Linked DNA regions of Bicyclus anynana: region 1 is linked to region 2. Evidence: chromatin contacts called from public Hi-C data. All regions are on one chromosome and are shown on one strand. The core of a region is the stretch at or near the end of the contact, and the rest is flanking DNA. Distances in the headings are between cores, read along the strand shown.

Region 1 (3,215 bases), core at 113-2,612, 47 kb before region 2:
TCATTTGCGATAACGCCGCCATCAGGGGCAAAGCTAACGTCGTATCAATGATACAGGGTAGCAGCCCCCCCTGTAGTTCGGGGGCCTTAAGTGTGAAAGCTAAAATTAGTAAAATATAATAATTACTCATAATCTGGTGCTTCTCGGAGAACAAACTTAAAAACAGCTAGAGATTTTCGGAATATGCCGTTCGGCTATTCCGCCGAAAAATCACAGCCAATTCATGTTGGCCAAGTTTTTTAATTGTACACGATGATACAGAATTACCCTGCTGATAATGACAATGTCAAGATAAAACGTTACTCGCGTTACTTACTCGTAGCCCCTGCTAAGTCATAAAATAATGATACAGTTTATTTAACCCCTTACTGGCTTCGGCTGGCTTTCCGTTCTTTTGTAAACTCATAGTCGTTTGACAGTAAGTACACCATTTGCGGTAGAGTGGTAATCCATACAATTGGATCAATCAGAATAAGATGATGAAAAATAATCTTTGTAAAGTTTACCTACTCCCAATAACTGTATAGACTACTAACACAAGCATCTAAAAATATCTACATTTTGAGGTTTGAATTACAGAAATTATAGGTATTTCGTTGCATTTGTTAGCAGAATTAGTTAAAAACATCTGTAATTTTGTTTCAACAAAATTAATTTTTTCAAAGCAGTGTTTCTGCTTCTTTAAATCTACAAATAGCAAACTCTAAAACCTGAGAGCAATATTATGAATAACCTCATAAGCTGTGGGTGGATTAAATAAACATTATCCAAGCTCAAGAGTAATGTCAATACCTCTTGAAAATATAATTTTTGTTCCATTAGAGTATTTGATTAGCTGAAGCATGACGAAGTTCAAATACAAAAACTATGTTATAACAGAAAACTTTTTGATTTGTATAATGTATTTTTAGTTACATGTAGGCTTGTATAGCTCATAAACAAACAGATATAAATTAATAATAAAAAGTTTAGTGCTCTTGAGAGTTTAAAAAATATATTTGACCTCTTGGCGTAAATGTTACTTGAAAGTTTGATGGATTGCTACCCCAAAACTGGTAAATAGAGAGTTTATGAACGTTTAAGTTTTAGCAGTAGTAAATCCATGACATTTTTATGGATGCAAACACATCAGAATAAAAAGAGACGCTCGGATTGTTTATAACCTTTCAATTTCAACGACATTCGGCGCCAAGAACCGGTCCGGTCACTTTCCATGACCAAAGTCAAACAGAATCATCCGAATGAGTCAGATATCAGTTTTTTGGGTGCTTTCTCCCACACCTGTACTATCACGGATACGACTTTCCACTGGGGGGAAATGGGAGCAACGTTTTGCATGGCCTTGTTCCGAGGCGAGCGCCAACTTGGCTTCACTTTACTAGCAAACCCACAGCCAGTCTTCGCCGGTCTGTACTGCGTGGTGTACGTATTGAACGAAGTCCCGATACGCGCGAAAATTCGCGAGTGAATAGTGACAGTGTTGTGCTATACAGGATTTGTAAATCTGGAGCTGTACGCGTTTTTGTGGAGGTGTGTTCTATTTTTAAATCTGTATTTTATTGACTTCACTTCATTTCAGATTGAGATGTTTCTTTTTTTTCTACGTTATGCGATTTCGCCGGTGGAGCGAAAATGTGAAAGTCCGGCACGTTCGTTTTATCGCGTGGTCACGCCTGCAGGGTTAACAATGTGCGTTATGATTTATTGCGTTACTTTAAAGTTAAGTTAATAGTGACTGATTCGACAGATTGTCCTTTGATATAATTTAATTAAAAAATATACAAACCATAACGTTTGCCTAATAATTATAACTAGGTATTGTTAACAGGTATTCATCGCATCTTAATTCAAGCTTTTTTTAAATCAAACAATTATTTTACATTTTATTTTAATATAAAAAATATTCTCATGTATTAGTGGTGGGTACGAAAATATTCCAGTGGATGTTAATCGGAGATCGAACCCATGACCTCTCGGTATTAAGCCCGGCCCCTTTACCAAGGAGTTATTGAGGCTTCATCCTCATCATTCATCATCATTAACAACCTATGTTCGGCTCACTGTTGAGCACGGGACTCCTCTCAGAATAGAGAGGGGTTAAGCTAACAGTCCACCACGCCTAGCCTAATGCTAGGCGTGTTAATAAATAAAATTATATTATAAATAATAAGAAAATTCTCAGGTATGCAGGTTTGCCCACGATGTTTTATTGTTTTATTAAATGTAAATATTAAAAAAATAACTAATTAGGTACTATGCGTAAGATCCGATTGTATGTGACTTTCCAATAAGCTATTCAGCATAAGGCACGTGATAGCCCAGTGGATATTACTTCTGCCTCCGATTCCGGAGGGTATGGGTTCGAATCCGGTCCGGAGCATGCACCTCCAACTTTTCAGTTGTGTGCATGTTAAGAATTTAAATATCAAGTGTCTCAAACGGTGAAGGAAAAACATCGTGAGGAAACCTGCATACCAGAGAATTTTCTTAATTGTCTACGTGTGTGAAGTCTGCCAATCCGCATTGGGCCAGCATGGTGGACTAGATTCTGAGAGGAGACTCGAGCTCAGCAGTCAGTTAGATGTGTAAGTCCGATGTGTTTTTGTTAGTGTAGGCCTATGCTATAGGCTGATAAATACATTACAGTTATATTTTTCCTAAATCCTAAATAGGGAATTGCGTAGAATAAAATTTAATACATACAACAATTAGAGTATTATAAAACTCTAATTAATTTTATATAACAATTTCACCCCATTTTTTATTTTAACATTTTAAATTCCAAACTTTTCTTTTTGTCTAACGCCGCATGAAATATGGCCTACTTTTAATTAAGTTTTCATCAAAATTACGTAACAGTCGTAAACGTATTTCCTACATTTTACAACAGAAATAGGAAACCTTAACAATAGCCATAAATTGCTATTCATTATGGCTGTCTACTGCGAAGTAAATTAAAGATTTAAACGAAAGGAGATCCGAGAAGGATTTTCTGCCTACACAATTTTAAACAAAAATCCCGATAAATTATCCAAGTAGGTACCTACTTTCATTCCCCATTAATTCCCCATCATTACGTAATTTAAAAAAAGTACTACGATTTTTTCATATTTACTAACGACAATTTCACCAGTGTGCCTAGTGGGAGTTTTCAATATTTTCATACTTTTAAACGCGAATTTATATGGAATTGAAACAGTTGTGCAGTAGTGCCA
Region 2 (2,864 bases), core at 92-2,591:
TAATTTTTGAATTCATTCAATGTCATATCTTTCGCCTTTTCGGGTAAATAGTTAAAAAAATTTACCGCCATACAGTAGACATTATTTTTATAATGTTTCTACCTAACGTAGTGTTTTAATCATAAAGGGAAAAAAAATCTAAATAGAAAAGCAGGTTCTTTTATCGACCTATATACTTTGTTATATTAAGAATAGATTTTAATTGGAATGTATCTCCAACTTTTCGGTTATGTACATTTTAAGAAATTAAATATCTTATCTTCACACCGTTGAAACATCGTGAGGAAATATACCTGATACATACCTGAGTATTTTCTTAATTCTCCTCGTATGTGTTGTCTTCCAATCCGCATTGACTATTAGCCTAACCATAATATGTTTTCTGTGGCCTAACCTGAGAGGAGAATAATGCTCAATAGAGAACCAAGAGTGCTCAAGAGGGAGTAATATGGATTGTTATTTATCATGACGTTGTCGTTGTCGAATTATGGAGACTAAATACACGAGTAGGATAGTAGTAGTACTAGTATGACTCAAAAGTAATATTATTCTTTACACCAGCTGACTGACTGATAGCTGACCCTGTGAACTTCATTCATACGACTCAAAAGAGAAAAATCGTACAAGAAAATCACAATTCCCATGCACAATCAATTTCATGCTTTTCAGTTGCTCCTTTGGGATTTGTCGAATTTTCTTTCCCTGTATTAAGATCAAACAAAACATATACTTATATAATTTGTGTATTATACACAAATGTTTATGTATTAGTGTGTAGTTATTTGTATGTATGTATAATGTACATTATTATTACGTACACACCACCTACAGTTATCATAATAAGTTGCCTGGAAGAGATCGCCACTAAGCGATAAGGCCGCCTTTTGTATTCTACTTTTTCTTATGTTTCTGTTTTCTTTTATTTATTGTGGTGTACAAATAAAGAGTATTAAATAAATAAATAAAAATAAGTATATGTTCAGACGACAATGTTTTTAAATAACAATGCTTTTTATAGAGCAGTAACTAATACCCGCCAACGCTGGGTTTTAACGCATCGCTTTTTTATCTCTCGAATTACTTAAGATCAATGACGTCATCTCAATAAGAATGGCATTAAAATGAGTACTTATACTTGGCAGTAATACTTTCGTAATAACCATACTCCGTTCCATATTCGAAGTCATCACACACGTATGACGTGATTGATACCTTACCAATATTTGGAAAGAAAGTTGCATCGTAAGTCAAGGCGCGTCACGCCTTTCACTCGGTACACAACGTCATTGCGTCACCAGGTAGAATAGGTACTTGATCTGGTCACTACGCTAGAGTTCACTCACTTTAACTTGCATCATACGTAAACGGTTCCGAACACGTAAGTAAATAGCCGTTTTTAGCAATACAATGCCGGTGTAAAGCTTCCTTTATCTACACAATTAACAATAAGTGTTTGAGAGCAATCATCATAAAAGGCAATTCACACTTTGCATTATGTAAATAATTGTTACTGTTAGTTTTTAATTTTCGTATTAAGTGGAGATGACTTTTTCATCAATATGGTAGTAAAATATCAAAAATTGAAATTCAAATTTTGTTATTATATAAGATCTAGCTATTATGTAGCACCAGATTGATTAGCAAGACGAATGAGCCTAAACTCGAAGGACGTAGCTTGATTGGTTTAGGAGTTCCTATGGTTAACTTCCGACTCATCATCAGATCGATCTGATGATGAGATTGGCTCCATGGAATCAAATTATCGCATTGTCACTGAATATATGCTTACATACTAGTATATATGTATACCTTATTGACTCCAGCCAAATGACAGAAAGTTGTTCTTTAATTTCCAATATTTGACCCACAAATACTCGTTTTATATTTCAATTCAATTTGGCGACGAAGGGCTGGCCAATATATTGCGCAAAAATTACCCTGACTGTCCATCACTGAAATTCAGCATGTATTCTTGCTATCAATCCACGTGGGCATGATTGGATTGTTCCTATTTATCCTATTTTCCACGTTTCGTGGACGTGGTGTGCTCAAAATTATGCTCCATATTTTATTCCATTTTATTAAGTTAACTTAAATTTCATATTTTATTCTTTCTCAGTAAAAATACCTTTATTTGACTAACAGTTAAAATAGTAATAAGTTAAATAGAAGTTTGTTCACATTCACATTTAAAATTACAATTCAAAGTCTTTGTTTTAACTTAAACAAATGCACTTACCTATATTTGAGTACTCTTATATTTAAACTACCGCCAAAGACGTACCGTTGTAAAAGCAATTTAGCGTTCCGGTACGATGTCGTGTAGAAACCGAAAGGAGTGTGGATTTCATCCTTCTCCTAACAAGTTAGCTCGTTTCCACTTTAGATTACATCATCACCATCTGGTGAGATTGTAGTCAAAGGCTAACTTTTAAAGAATATAAAAATATAAAAAAAGTTACAAAATAAATAGTTAAATAGAATAAAGTTCGCAATATGTAGTGTGTGATGAACATAATATTTAAGTGAGTATGTGAGTGAGTGAACAAAATACTTCTCTACTCAGACAGAAGGATTTCTATAGCCACTAAAGCCTTTAAAAGGAAGAGATAAAAAGATTTGCTCTTAGAAATCCGACAACTAGTTCCATTAATGCTTTTAAAAAACCACCTAGAGTCTAGACTAGACAGTATAAATCGTAGTTATAAATTATATTGAAAGGTTTATAACTAAAAGATAAGTAACTACGAGTATATACATTTATGTAAAAGCTTTAGCTTTTCCGTTGAGATGTTCTTTCGGCGTCATTAGCTATGAGATGGGTATACCCTTGAACTTCTATAGGTATTCCTTACTTTTACAAG

What was found. Hi-C and Micro-C count contacts between places; a contact is called where the count stands out from the background.
Region 1: a Hi-C map of whole larva shows a contact between it and region 2, with 3 times the contacts expected there. The contact joins the promoter of LOC112057117 here to the enhancer-like site in region 2. A contact is called at or near these places in 2 of 2 Hi-C or Micro-C datasets (whole body and whole larva).

What each region holds. Positions count from the first base shown.
Region 1 is chr21:6,873,044-6,876,258 of ilBicAnyn1.1, reverse strand. LOC112057117 (neurogenic locus notch homolog protein 1) reads left to right here and starts at 1,362. Exons shown (of 25, transcript XM_024097611.2): 1 at 1,362-1,530.
Region 2 is chr21:6,826,843-6,829,706 of ilBicAnyn1.1, reverse strand. All of the region lies in intron 1 of LOC112057117 (neurogenic locus notch homolog protein 1), which reads left to right. Among protein-coding and RNA genes, the nearest start is that of LOC112057106, 27 kb to the right of the region's middle. Within about 2 kb of position 1,341, at least 6 of the 8 cell types and tissues checked have open chromatin away from gene starts, as enhancers often do.